Linked DNA regions of Hordeum vulgare: region 2 is linked to region 1. The links are chromatin contacts, called in public Hi-C maps. All regions are on one chromosome and are shown on one strand. Each heading gives the region's core, a stretch centred on a gene start, on an enhancer-like site or on the middle of the called end of the contact. The rest is flanking DNA. Distances are from core to core; before and after follow the strand shown. Region 1 holds the start of LOC123413457 (65-kDa microtubule-associated protein 1-like). Region 2 overlaps LOC123413491.

Evidence for each region. A called contact is a pair of places that touch in the nucleus more often than the background predicts.
Region 2: a Hi-C map of leaf shows a contact between it and region 1, with 5 times the contacts expected there. The contact joins the enhancer-like site here to the promoter of LOC123413457 in region 1. A contact is called at or near these places in 3 of 6 Hi-C or Micro-C datasets (leaf and seedling) and 1 of 1 datasets of contacts at active chromatin or transcription factors (embryo).

Annotation. Positions count from the first base shown.
Region 1 is chr7H:139,698,631-139,705,566 of MorexV3_pseudomolecules_assembly, reverse strand. LOC123413457 (65-kDa microtubule-associated protein 1-like) reads left to right here and starts at 2,865. Exons shown (of 9, transcript XM_045106394.1): 1 at 2,865-3,078; 2 at 3,850-3,905; 3 at 4,018-4,221; 4 at 4,494-4,751; 5 at 4,897-5,112; 6 at 5,205-5,759; 7 at 5,844-5,931; 8 at 6,091-6,239; 9 at 6,579-6,936. The coding sequence starts at 3,861. The coding sequence ends at 6,890. LOC123411409 (a long non-coding RNA gene) reads right to left here and starts at 483. Exons shown (of 2, transcript XR_006613259.1): 1 at 386-483.
Region 2 is chr7H:139,945,039-139,951,974 of MorexV3_pseudomolecules_assembly, reverse strand. It overlaps LOC123413491, which reads left to right. Exons shown (of 3, transcript XM_045106430.1): 3 at 570-1,193. The coding sequence ends at 732. Among protein-coding and RNA genes, the nearest start is that of LOC123413491, 14 kb to the left of the region's middle. Within about 2 kb of position 4,269, at least 3 of the 3 cell types and tissues checked have open chromatin away from gene starts, as enhancers often do. A contact at or near this core is called in leaf and seedling, where this site is marked.

The DNA.
Region 1 (6,936 bases), core at 1,616-4,115:
ATACAGTTAAGTTTCTTTCAGTAAATAACCCTATATCCCCCTCCCTCACACCACCACACAACACACAGAAATTTGCTATGTATGTAATCCTTGAAACTGCTTTTACTCTAAGCATGGTGTGCAATGTTGAATGCTAACATGTACAATGACCTCTCTGTTGAGACAATGTGAAGATTATCTGATATCCACTTCAGTATGGTTTCCTAAGACTTATGAAGCAGAAAGTAATTTCATCTTCCTAACTTCATAATTAATACAAGTAGTATGCCTTTGGTTTTGCTCAGTTGCCACTTTCCAAATAATTATAATTCAAATGCAGCTGTTGATTTTTCTACTGGTGATGATCCATGGCCAATATTCAGATTACAGAAGAAATACAACTTACCAGGAAAATCAGCCCCTTTAAGTGCGTAAGTGGTCTGAGGAAAATTGGGGAAGTAGGAAGAGATCAGTGAGCAGCAACACCACCTGGTTTACCAACTCACATACCCACAAAACTGGAAAAAAATCCACGCGACCTGACAACAACAGCACATCAGAGAAATGAGGTTCTCCAAGGGCTGCCGGTGGAAGGTGACGCTGCAGATCGAGCCGGGAGGCGCTCCGGTGGTGACGAAGGTGGGGCCCGGTCGGATCCGGGCGGATCTCGCCTGGGTGGATCCATTTTTAGCGGATTTGTCGTGGAGGCGGTCGGATCCGGCGAGATTGAGGCCGACGGCTTCATGGAGGTCCCTGTCCAGGAGAAAGAGGGAGAGAGGTGAGAGGAGATCGAGAAGGATGAGAAGGGAGAGGGGCGAGGCGGCGGAGCGGCCAGAGGTTCGGAAGGTACCAACGGCGGGGCGTGGCGGAGTTGTGGGATCGCTGGCGAGGCGGCTGGCGGGCGCGAGGGGAGCGATGGCAGCTTACCCGACGGCCGGCGCAACACCGGATCGACCGTCGCCTGGGTCAGGCGGGGCGGGGAGGGGCGGGGCAGGAGGTGGCCGGAGAGTAGCGTGCTCGTGGCCGTGGTGGAGGACGGGGCCGGAGAGAGGATACCGCGATGGAGGACGATCCCGTGGTGGAGGTGGATAATGTGAGCTGGGGTGTTTTTTTTAATAAAACTGAAACGTTTTTTGTTCACTCAAATCAGGAGTGCGGATTGAATACCCAATACATCAGGGGCTTTTTTACAAAATGCCCGACGACGGACGACAGAAGCGCTGCGCGCTTTATTGTTAGGGGAGATAAACCAGAAGCGGAGTCCCACATCTAGTTGACCAACAAAAACAACTATGTGATCTTTTTTTTTCTCTCTCTCCTCTCTCTTGTCTCAACCACGCACCTTTTTTTGTGATTATAAGGGTTGGATGGTTCCGTGCTGCATTATTGTCCATACAAATCTATGAACGGATACAATGTATGATTTGGGGTTAATGTTCGAGATGCACTTACGTCCCAACTTGCTTGTATTGCAGGTAGACCTTTAAAACAAAGTGTTGAATGTTTGGCTCTTATATCATCATCCGCGGACATCTGAGAATGCATCCGAACACAAATATTGTGTCCATTTGTGGGATGGCGTTGGAAATGACACAAATGAGGCGAGACGAGATAGATGAGTTCCCATGATGCGTGGAACCGGGCGCAGGGAGAGAAAAATCGGATGCAGAAAAAACATGCCCACCCTTTCATCTCCAAATCAGATGAAGCTGAATCTTTTTCTAGCGACCTATGCTCGAAAATTGCTTTTGGAGCCCGGCCTCTATGGTGATCTTTAAATTTGAAATTCAAAATCCATGAAAATTCATATTTTTACATTTTTTTGAAAAAGTACAGAGATAAGTGAGGGCGTAACACACATGTGTATAAATTTTCAGAAAAAATACGTTAAAATAAGGTCTATATAAAAACTAAATCCAAAACTTTTTAACACATGATACTATTCATCATACAAGGTCATTAATTTGTTTTCTATGCAGATCATATCTTTAGGTATTTCATCCTAAAATCTAGACACATGCACGTAACATTTTTCTTTACTTGTATATTTTTTTCAGATTTTTCAAATCAAAAATTGTAAATTATAATTTTTTTCAAAATTTCGAGTTCTATGGAGCTCGGCCTCCAAACGTTCGTTCTCCTGATGCTCGTCTTAAAACCGTACCAGTGCAAACCAATCCGTGGTTGGATGGTTAGAAGGACTGTGGTATCCCTTGTCTACCAGAGTTCAAGTCACATACTTGACATTGATCTTTGCATTTTCCTGAATTTACTTCAGGTCTTCCAGTGATGTGTTTTCTAGCCTATTAAAGATGCTCATAGGGGTAAGGTATGCGTGCGTTTATAGCAATAAGTATACGCTCGTATAGGTGAACGAATTTGATTGTATTCTGTAAAAAAAAACCCGCACCCCCTAAGCCCTTCCCGAACGTGAAGGAGCATCGTGGTTAATCACGTGGGTACAAACAGGAGAAGCCAGAGAGATACCTAAACCCAAAACCGCACTGAAACACCGCTGGAAATGCGGAGACCCGGATCGCAACGAGACAACTCTGACTGGTCAAGGCCACCCTCAATCCCTTGATTTAACTACAAGCAATCCACCATTTCGTTTCGTTAATAACGCCGCCCGAGGGCACCAGACACCAAAATTTCACGCATGGAATTTACAGCTCCCCAAGCCGCCCGTCCGTCCTCCTCTCCGCGCCGCGCGGGCCCACCGGCCGCATTATTCTCCCCCGTACCGTTCTTTCACCGACACCCGCGGTAAGAAACACCACCCGGGGCCATCCGGGCCGTCCGATGCCCCGACCGCTCGCATCCGGCGGCGGGACCGCCGCCCACCTACCCCCATTAATTGGGCTGGCCGCCCCGTCCCGCGGCAGCATCACCACTTCAGGAGCAGCAGCAGCGAGGTCCAGTCTCAGCTCAGCTCACTCTCGCCGCTGCTTGCTCCCCTCCCCCAACCCTCGCCAGCGGCGGCGAGCTCCCCTCCGGCGACGAGGCTCGAGGAGTCTACGGTCAAGCCCCGTCCGTCTCAATCCTGCGCGCTCCGGTGCGGCCGCCCGTCGTCCCCGCTCGCGCCGGCCGCGTGATCTGGTGAGAGCCTTTTTTTTTCCTCTGCTTCGCCTTCTCTTCTTCTCCAGTTCTCCTCCTCGTTCACGGTGGGGTTGGAGGGGAGTCGCTGGGGGACGGAGATCTGGGGGTGCGGACCGTAATGGCGGCGCTGCGTGCCGGGGGTTTAGCTGGGAGGTGTGCCCGGTGGGGGATCTCCACTTCATGCTCCATCTGCGTGATGGCGCAGCATTCTGGTTTGGGTGCTGAGACCGAAGTCATACGAGAATCAAATTGTTTATTTTCGGCGGTCGATTCGTGAGAGCTGACTGCTCAGATCGCGAACTTCTGGAGCTGCTTGGCCAGACGAGACCGGTCAACTGCCTTCGGGTTTCCGTGTTTTGGAGTCGGATTCTAGGGTTCCTGGATGTTCTTGGATTATTGCTGGGTTTAAGGCCAGATATACTACAGTATTAGATTCGGTAAGTGGGATCCCCTAGCGTTTAGGCGTTCAGATGTCATTATTGGTGGCCATGATTGGGGTGCTCTACTCCAGTAGGGCCATCTAGGCTCTATTTTTAATTATTAGAGTGCTGCTAATTTGGGGATAAGTTTATCATTAGTTAGTGATATGGCTCACGAATGCGACACTTGCAGTGCATGTGAGATTTAGTGCCTACCATGGGCCGACGTGGTTGTTTGGGCGGGTTTGGTTCGATTAAGCGTTCATGTCGTCAGGTTCAGAAGTGCATTTCGTGTTGAGAGTTCTAGTTTGGTATGCAAGATTTATTCTCAAGCGATGCTCCTTACTTACAGGTTGTTCTGAAATGGCCGGCGGCATTACCTGTGGATCCTTGCTGCAGAAATTACAGGTATGCGGCACTTTGCAAACTGCAACAAGGTTTTTTGTTTTGTTTTGTTTGTCAACTTGGTTTTGTGCAACTGATGGTGACATGCTTCTTCTATGAAATCTCCCTGCTATAGCTTGTGTGGGATGAAGTTGGTGAGAGCGACGAGGACCGCGACAAGGTCCTGTATCAGCTGGACCAGGAGTGCCTGGATGTCTACAAGAGGAAAGTTGATCAGGCCACCAACTCTAGGGATCTCCTTATCCAGGCGCTCGATGACTCGAAGATCGAGCTTGCCAGGCTTCTTTCTGCTCTTGGGGAAAAAGCTGTAGCGAGAACCGTAAGTTCATATTGTCACAACGCTTAAGGATTGCTGGTTGATTTTCATCCTAGACAATTTTGTGGAGTGCATGCATGATACATTCTAGTGCATATTCAGTGGAACTAGGAACTGACCAACAAAGCTTTTCTGTAATAGCAGTTCCCACCTCATTCTTTTCCTCTCGATGTGCATGATATTGATTGTCATAACTCAGAAGTGAAATGACACTTTGAATCTTAGAGCCATTTTTTTAATTATGAAAGTAAATCAAGAATTATGAATGCATGCAGCCTGAGAAGACATCAGGGACAATCAAGCAACAGCTAGCTGCTATCGCTCCAACACTTGAGCAGTTGAATAAGAAGAAGAATGAGAGGAAGAGGGAATTTGTCAGCGTACAGTCACAAATTGATCAAATATGTGGTGAGATTGCTGGCACCACAGAGGTCGGTGAGCAGGTGGCTACACCACAGGTCAACGAGGATGATTTGACACTTGAGAGGCTTGAAGATTTTCGGTCCCAACTCCAGGAGCTTGAGAAAGAGAAGGTAATACCCACTCCTTCCCTAATTTATTTTTGTTTTTTACCTGGTCAAAGAGAAAAATGGTTTATTATGATGTTTTGACTATTTCTTCGCCGTTGATTCCCAATGGCTAACAAGAGTTTCTACGCGCTTGAAAACTGGTTTGCAGAGCAATAGGTTGGAGAAAGTTCTTGAGTATGTAAGCATGGTGCATGATCTATGTACTGTCTTGGGGATGGATTTTCTCAGTACCGTGACTGAAGTTCATCCCAGTCTAGATGACTCTATTGCTGATAACTGCAAGAGCATCAGCGATGATACATTATCAAAACTTGACAAGACAGTAGCCACACTTCATGAAGATAAAAAATTGAGGCTAAGCAAGGTAAAAACAAAAATCACATTTCTTAAAATCTGAAGCACATACCTATTTTATTACATGCACAATCTCATTAATGGCTTATTTGGTATTCTCAGCTTCAAGAGCTTGCCGGTCAACTGTATGATCTTTGGGATCTCATGGATGCTCCCACACAAGAAAGGAGCATGTTTGATCATGTTACATGCAACAGATCAGCATCTGTAGATGAAGTCACTGCTCCTGGGGCACTTGCCCTTGATTTAATTGAACAGGTCAGATTACGTTTGAAATTCTCTGGTAGGATTATTCCCTGGTATGAATTGTTTGTTCAGCTCTATTTGGCCTTTTTTCCTGTTCAGGCTGAGACAGAGGTTCAAAGGCTGGACCAGCTAAAATACAGCAAGATGAAAGAAATTGCTTTCAAGAAGCAAACTGAGTTGGAAGACATCTATGCCGGTGCTCACACAGTAATAGACACCGCAGCTGCCCATATGAAATTGTTGGCACTGATTGAGGCAGGGAACATAGAACCAACAGAACTAATTGCAGATATGGAAGGTCAGATAGGAAAAGCAAAGGAAGAAGCATTGAGCAGAAAAGATATATTAGATAAAGTTGAAAAATGGATGTCTGCATGTGAAGAAGAAAGCTGGCTTGAAGATTATAACAGGGTATGCTAATAATTTACTTTAGCAAATCAGTGCTGCTGGTTTTAGGACTGGCTTCTCACGCACAAATTCAAAATCTCTCTGCAGGATGACAACAGATATAACTCCAGCCGAGGTGCCCATCTGAATCTCAAACGTGCAGAAAAAGCTCGTATTCTTGTCAGCAAGATTCCAGGTACTTGTCTGAAATGCATATATGAACATCTTCTGTGAACATCTGTATACGATGGAAGCCTATTTATGTTTATCGGATTTTCTTTTGGTCATGCATTTTATTGTACGAGTACACATGTTATTCTGTTCGTTACTAATGCAATCAATGGTTTCATTCCAGCGCTTGTCGAAACTTTGGTGGCCAAGACTAGGGCATGGGAAGAGAGCCGTGGTCTATCCTTTATGTATGATGGTGTACCGCTTCTAGCTATGTTGGATGAGTATGTTATGCTGAGGGAGGAAAGAGAAGAAGACAAGAAAAGAATGAAGGTATGTTCTACTTGCTCTTAAAATTGGAAGCGAATACTTTCCCAATTTAGAATGCCCTTGAATTATGTTTGAGTGTCTTGTGAACGCGGACAGTGTTTTGAATATGCTGATTGCTTTTAGCAATAGGCATTTCATTGTCTGGTTTCTACCCTTTGAGTTCAGTCCATCAGGATGCTGTCACATCTAATCATAAGTAGGAAACCTGGAACTAGGAACACAAACACTACGAGATTCATCACTAGTGCCTAGGGCTAGATTATTTCTATATCTGGCATATGCTCTTGTCCCCTATTTCAGCAATATGAATTCTCCATTTTGTGTGCTACATTCACATGCCAGGAACAAAAGCGCTATGTCGAGCAGAAACTGAACACTGACCATGAAGGGCCATTTGGATCGCGAGTCAGCCCTAACAGACCGGCTACCGCGAAGAAGTTACCCGGCCCAAAATCCAACGGCACGTCCATGAACGGCACTCCTCCGAGCAGAAGACTGTCAATCAGCGGTCAGCAGAATGGAAGGTTTGGGGGGAAGGACAGCAAGAGAGACAGCGCGACGAAGGCGGTGTCGTCCCCAGGGAACGGAGCTGCTGCCAAGGAAGACGCGTCCTCCCACATCTCCGGCACCGACCTGGCTCCGACCACGCCGTGATCTTTGACCTAATATGGTGTACTATTAGAAGATAAGAAAGGATATT
Region 2 (6,936 bases), core at 3,020-5,519, 250 kb before region 1:
TTGTCGTCGGCCAGGTGTCTGCGCGGCCTCGGGGCCGGTTTGGAAGTCGGAGCGGCGGCTCCGGAGATTTCCTCTGCGTCTGGTGTTGCCTTTTGTCGCTTGGGCGGCAAAACCATCGACTCGGCTGGAACGTGGCTTCGGGGGCGGTGTGGATGTCGGAGCAGCGGCTCCGGAGATGGTTGTTGGGTGTCGGCTTCGGTTGCTCGGGTGATGGAGTTGGCGGCTCGTCGGATGCGCGGCCTCGGGGTCGGTGTGTGTTCTTGTTGGTTGTAAGTCAGAGCGGCGGCTCCGGAATAGGGTTGTAGAGTGTCGATTTCGGTTGCTCGGGCAACGGAGTTGACGGCTCGGCGGATGCGCGGCCTCGAGGTCGGTGTGTGGGTCGTTTTGTTTGTATCGGTTTTCGGTTGATTTTCCTTATTAACTGACCAGTTCTTCTTCTTCTATATGAAAAGGCAGAGCTCTTGCTGGTTCCTCTAAAAAAATCCTGACACCAGGCACGCGTATTTTATGTGCAATTTCTGTCAGCCTCTTTCTTTGTACTATTCAAAACATGTACTTTGTGCCTGCAGGTTCGTTGAACTGTATTCTCGTAAAGCTGTGTCGTTTGGCAAGGTTGAGAAGCCAATCAAGTGCTGTATTGTTGAAGGGCACGCCTCTACGGATCCTTCAGGTCCAGCATCCAGTAGTCAGGCACCAGGGTCGAACCCCCAACGGTTGGTAGCCGTAAGATGAGTGGCACAGTTAATCTGTCATCGATCCAGTTGCCACTCGGTACTTCGACAGATGGAGAATTCCGGGAAGAAGGTTCGCTACATAGATATTGGCATGCTTCGCTCAAGATTGCGAGGATACAGACCGTTTGATCGGAATTCCCGATTTTGTAGATGATATCAAGCATTGACATTAGCAGGAAACCCTTTCTCCAATGGGTTGATTTAGAAGATAGGCAGGGATTAGACTCAGTTTTTCAAGGTATGCGGTGGTTTTAGTTAAATTTACGTGCCCATATGAAGAGATTGTGTCTGAATTAGGTCCGACTGTTTCGGAGGAGGATTTGAATCTGAATCTGCGACGTTTAAATCCCGTGATTAAAGCTGCTTCAAAGATGATTGTGATACCATGTCCCGGTGATAGATGGGTTGTGGGGTAAAAACGTTGAGCTGTTTTATCAATCAAGTATGTGTTGCTGAAAATCGCCCAAGTAGAGCATGGCGATGTGCGTTGTACCTAAATTGTTTATGGGTGTTTTCTGAAGGACCAACTGAGGAAGCGCACCAAGGCACTAGCCAAGAGGCCGTCAATACCAGTTACTCCCTCCGTTTCTAAATATAAGTTTTTTAAAGGTTTTACTAGCGTATTACCTATGAATATATATAGACATATTTTAAAGTGTAAATACATTTACTTTGTTCTGTATATAGTCTTTTAATAAAATATCTTAAAAACTTATATTTAAGAACGGAGGGAATAGAATATATGTTATATTTAAGAACAGAGCGAGTAGAATATAGGTCAAGAGGCCGACAATATCAGTTAAAATATAGGCCAAGAGGCTAGAGTTGGACGAGTTTGATAACCTGCATGAGGGCATCAAATCGGACTCATTAACCATCCGAGGGCACAAAAAACATATATCAAATGTCCGCTGCTATTAACTACTCCCTCCGTTCCTAAATATAAGATCTTTTAAAGATTGTACTATAAACTACATACGGATGTACATAGACATATTTTAGAGTATAGATTCACTTATTTTGCTCCGTATGTTGTCTCCTAGTGAAATCCTTAAAATGTCTTATATTTTGAAACGGAGGGAGTATATAAAAATAGCAGGGGCAACTGGCCAAATAGCAAATCTTCCACCAAATAGCAGGCAACAACCAAACACCCTTCCGCCAAACTATGGATAAGGCGAAGCATCGAGCGTGCCTTGCCGGGTTATATAGGTATTACTCTTCACAAAATCTATTATACTGATTGTTCTTTTGTGGTGTCTTTTTTTGCAAATGAAACATTTGAGAGGTCTCCTTTTGTTGATTTGAAGAAGGAAGCGCTTAACATCACTAAGCTTATCAACAATTTCAAAATTAAAGATTAGTCGACATGTTAATGTGAAGACGTATGAAATTGCTAAGTTTAGTTTTGATAATAGGTCAGACAGTATGCTTTGTACTAGTATTCCGCCCTGCAAGTAACAAATGATAGTAATAAGATTTTTTATTAATTAATACGTATATGAGAAGGGTTTAAGACACATCATATGATGTACTTTGCTTGGATACAATGGATCGTTCCTGTGATAATTATGCCATACCTATCTTCCAGAAAACTCCATTTTTTCGCGTACTACAACCAAACAACTCCATCACATATAAGTTAAGAAAAAACTCTCGTTACATATACATTAGGACTCAATATTCCATCATATTTTGAACTCCAGGTTTTCCATTTCTATGTTCATGAAGAGGCTACTACAGCATATTCCCCTGGGATTAATTTTACAATGACAAGTGAATATTATGCTTTTTCTATAATGTAAATATTGCAACATGCACAATATCAATTAATACGATATGGAAAAATATTTATGACGGATCCACTGATATTTGGTATTGTAAAGATTGACATTTTTTCCAATATATACGTGGGCAAAAATTATAGGAGCTCAATATCTGGCTCCGGCCGCCAGGAGCCCTTCGAAATTGTTGGTTCACGGGGCGGGGGCAAAAATTATAGGCCAACTCCAGCGAACGTTTCCCCGTTCGCCCAATTTTTTAAGAAAATGCCAGGAGCAAAAAATAGAAAATGAAAAAAAGCCATAAAAGTTGTGTGCAAGAAAAAACTGTTAGTAACAAAATGGCACCTCTCAATACTAAAAATGGTGTCCTCTTAAAATAATAGAAAGGACATCCTCGCAATAAAAAAAATGCACATCCTATTATAAATAAAAAAATGTCATGCTCTAATAATACAAATGCCATCCTCGGAATAATAAAAAATCCATCCTATTATAAATAAGAAATGACATGATGTTATAATAAAACTGACATATTCTAATAATAAGATTGCCATCTTCTTATAATAAGAATGCCATCATTAAAATAATAAAAATACCATACTGTTAAAAATAAAAAAATGACATGCTCTTATGAATAAACTGGCATACTATAATACTCCCTTCGTCCTAAAATTCTTGTCTTACATTTGTCTAGATATGAGTGTATCAAGTCACGTTTTAGTATTTGGATACATCCATTTTTAGACAAACCTAAGACAAGAATTTTGAAACGAAGGGAGTAATAAAAAAGGCATCCTCTTGTAAGAGAAAATGTCGTCCTCTTATAACAAAACTGCTATGTGAGAAACTAAAAAATCATGATTTCGACCAAATTAAAAAACAAAAAATCTTATATAAATCCGCTTTAGCATAAAAGTTCTAGAATCACCTCCCCATCCCAGTTTGAAAGCGCGATCATTCGCCAGGACTCAGCAGACAACAAGCGCCTCCAACCATCCGATGTGGCATTGCCCCTGTGTTGAGATACGTGCAACGGTGATGTGGCCATTCGCTGGGGTTGGGCTCCCATGAATGGTCGCGGATAACATTTCCCAAATTATATAAAGCTAATATACATTGGATCGCCCAGCGTAAGAAAAAGATGCACTTAATGTTGACGTACATGAAGTACGGTTTGTTGTTACCGCGTTTTTATGGTTCTTCGGTTCAAAGAGACGCTTGTTGGACATCTTCAACAGAGAAGCTAAATAAACCATGCGTTCTAAAACGATGATTTTATGCGTCGGAGGCACAAAACAACTATACGCCAAAATAGAACAAGAACAAAAACAATTAACGCGTGCGTTACCAAGCGGTACCCCGGACCGTAAATTTGATGCGTCGAATTGTACGCGCTACATGAGATGAGCTGCTGCATGTGGGACCACCGAATTAGACGCTTTTTTTTCATCTGGTAAACCACCTCGGGGCGCCGCTTTTACCGCACGGTGGAAGCAAGCAAATTGGTGTAGAGTGCTTTACAGTCCGTCTAGCAAGATCTTTTTACGATCCAATGCCTGCTTTCCCTCAATACATCTTTCCTTTCGCATCCCTCTCTTTTTCTCCCATCACGGAAAGCGGCCCACCGTACCGTACATCTGAGACTGAGAGAAACCAAACCCACGATCCAAGCAAAGGCTAGGCCACCCCCGGAGAGCAGCGTGGGCGCGGCAGGCAGTGTCCGCTCGTCCTCAGTCCGTCCCCACCCACATCCTCATCCCCATCCCCTGCAGTACAGTACAGACTGACGTGTGGATGGAGCACGGTGGAAGCCAGCCAAGGCAACCCACCCGTCAACAGTTCTCGCGGAAGCGCCAAAGGTGTGCAGACACAGAGGAGCCGAGCGGAAGGACGGCGCGCTCGTGTCCCTGTAGCCGTAGGCCACCGCCCGACCCCGTAAACTGTTCCCGTCGGCAACGGCCAACGGCCCTGCCGGCCCGGGATGAAACGGGTCGGGGCCGCGGGACAGCGGCGTGACGGGCACGGGCGCGCGCATGCATGCATGATTGGGGCGGCGAGGAGGGGAGGGAGACGAGGGATCTGTAGCGGCACGTGCAAGAGCCGGCCATGTGCGGGCGCACGCCGTCGTCGTCCTCCTCCCCGTGACGGGTCCACGCAAGAGGACGAAAGCGGACTTCCGCCCATGCACTCCGGCACTCGCGAGCGGCGCCGCGGCCGGCGGACGGGTGAAGCCAGCTGCGGACACGTCGATGCGGTAGCGGCGACCTCGTCGGGTGCAGATTGTGAACTTGCTGGCCTGGCCGGCGGTGGATCAACTTTTTTTTTTTGAACGGGAGGCGGTGGATCAACTTTAGATCTAGAGGGCCAGACCGCCGGAGGAATAAAATAGGGGTGATTATAGTATTAAGAAAATATATTAAGAAAAAACGTAAAGGGCTGCTATTGATCTCGTGCTATGCTAGTGTTAGTGCTAGTGCTATGCTAGTAATAAAAGGCCCACGGATCTGATCCTGATCGGCCGAATGATTTACTTGTAGTGGAGTACCCCTACCGTCCTTTTAAAATTTGATTTGAATTGATCGACCTCCTCCCCTCGTTTCGAGACCAAACTCCTGCTCCTCTCCAAACTTGCCGGTGTGGTTTGACGACCTACATGCGGAGAGACACTTGAAATCACTTCATAAGGTCATGTTTGAAACCATAATAGATTATGATAATCTGGATTATGAAGATAGATTATGTAATCTGGTTTATAAAAATAATCTAGGTGACCATGTTTGGTGGTCAGATTATATAAATTGTAATCCAGGTTTTACATTGCATAATGACCTGTCTGTCCTTTGTTTTTTTAAAAAAAGAGGAGGGTGGCGGTGGTAGGAATGCAATTATCTCCAACTTTACAAGGGTAATGGGTCATTAGCAACCCATAATCTGATTTTAGCTGGTATAGAGTAGATTATGAGTTTTTAATAATCTATTCATCTAGTTTTTATAATCTACACCATAAGCTGTCCTGTTTGAAGACAAAATAGATTATAAAAGCTGGATTATATAATCTGGGTGGTTCCAAACAGGACCTAACTTGAGACAAATCTTTCTTATAATCCTGCCCAAATTTGATGAGGTTTGATTAACGACAAAACCTATATGCAAAGTAAAAAAAAAGAAACATAAAGATCACTTGCATGCGATTTATCATTGGTTCCAAGGAAGATGCTAGCACTCAATTATGAGAAAAGTAATTTGCTTTAATGTTACAGAATCTCCAACGCCGCTCGCATATGACTAGAGCATGCGATCTCGACGTATTTTGTCATCCAAGGCGGTCCTGTGTCGATTCATTGACCGGTTTGGACGTGCATTTTCCGCAAATTGAAGAGAATACACGCGTTCACACTGTTGTCATGCCCGCTTCTCACAGCCCTGGTCAACCCTTAACCCCCTTCCTCGTCTGCGTGCGCTTCTCACCAGAAATGGTCAGCGCCACTTTAGAGCGCAAGTGTCGCATTCATCCTCGACCAGAGTGGACGTGACCTCACACTGCTACCGGCATTGAACCGACGTAGGGCTTCCCGGTGCACTCGACTGCTTCGTGTTCAAAAGACACCACATTGTTCCGTCGCCCTACAATAATAATATGAGGTGGCCAAGGAACCTACTCTGGCATCACCCGTTTGTCCATGTACCGCCCACCATTAACCACACCGGCATTACCCATTGTCGCCCGTCCACTTCATAAACTCCATCCCCGGCGACATTCACAACTATCCTCCTTTGGTTCCTTTCTCCACACCACACCATGCCCATCATGGTCTTCTCGCGCTCCAAATCCTCTAAGACAGCCTCTCGTCCTAGCAGAAGAGGGAGGTGGCGGGCATTGCTACCGGCTCGTAGGACGACAGGCAGACGGAGCCCAACGACGTGTGTCAGTGTCAAAACCGACAGACCATGGGTAGGGGCCCCGGGCTGTTAGACCGGATCGATGGGTAATAGGCGATAAGGGACACATTATTTTTACCCAGGTGCACGCCCTCTTGATGGAGGTAAAACCCTATGTTCTGCTCTTGTTTGTATTATAGGCGTATGAAAGTACATAGTTGATCTACCTTGAGATCGTGAGTAATGGTCTAAACCCTAACGATGGTGATGAAATAATCTATGCCTCTTGGGACTAAATCCTCCGGCTTATAAAGGCAACAGGGGTATCTAGGGTTACACATGGTTGGTTGCCATCTATGGCATACATGCCGAATCTATCAACAACCTTGGAGAAGTCCAATGTCCCCATGCCATAAGTTTGAGTTCTCTGGAGTCTTTCTGTTGGTAGTAGGTCATTAGTCTGACCCATGGACTAGATCAACTAGGCCGGGAATCCCTAGTCTTGGACACCGTTAGTAGCCCACGAACTTGTCTTCGAA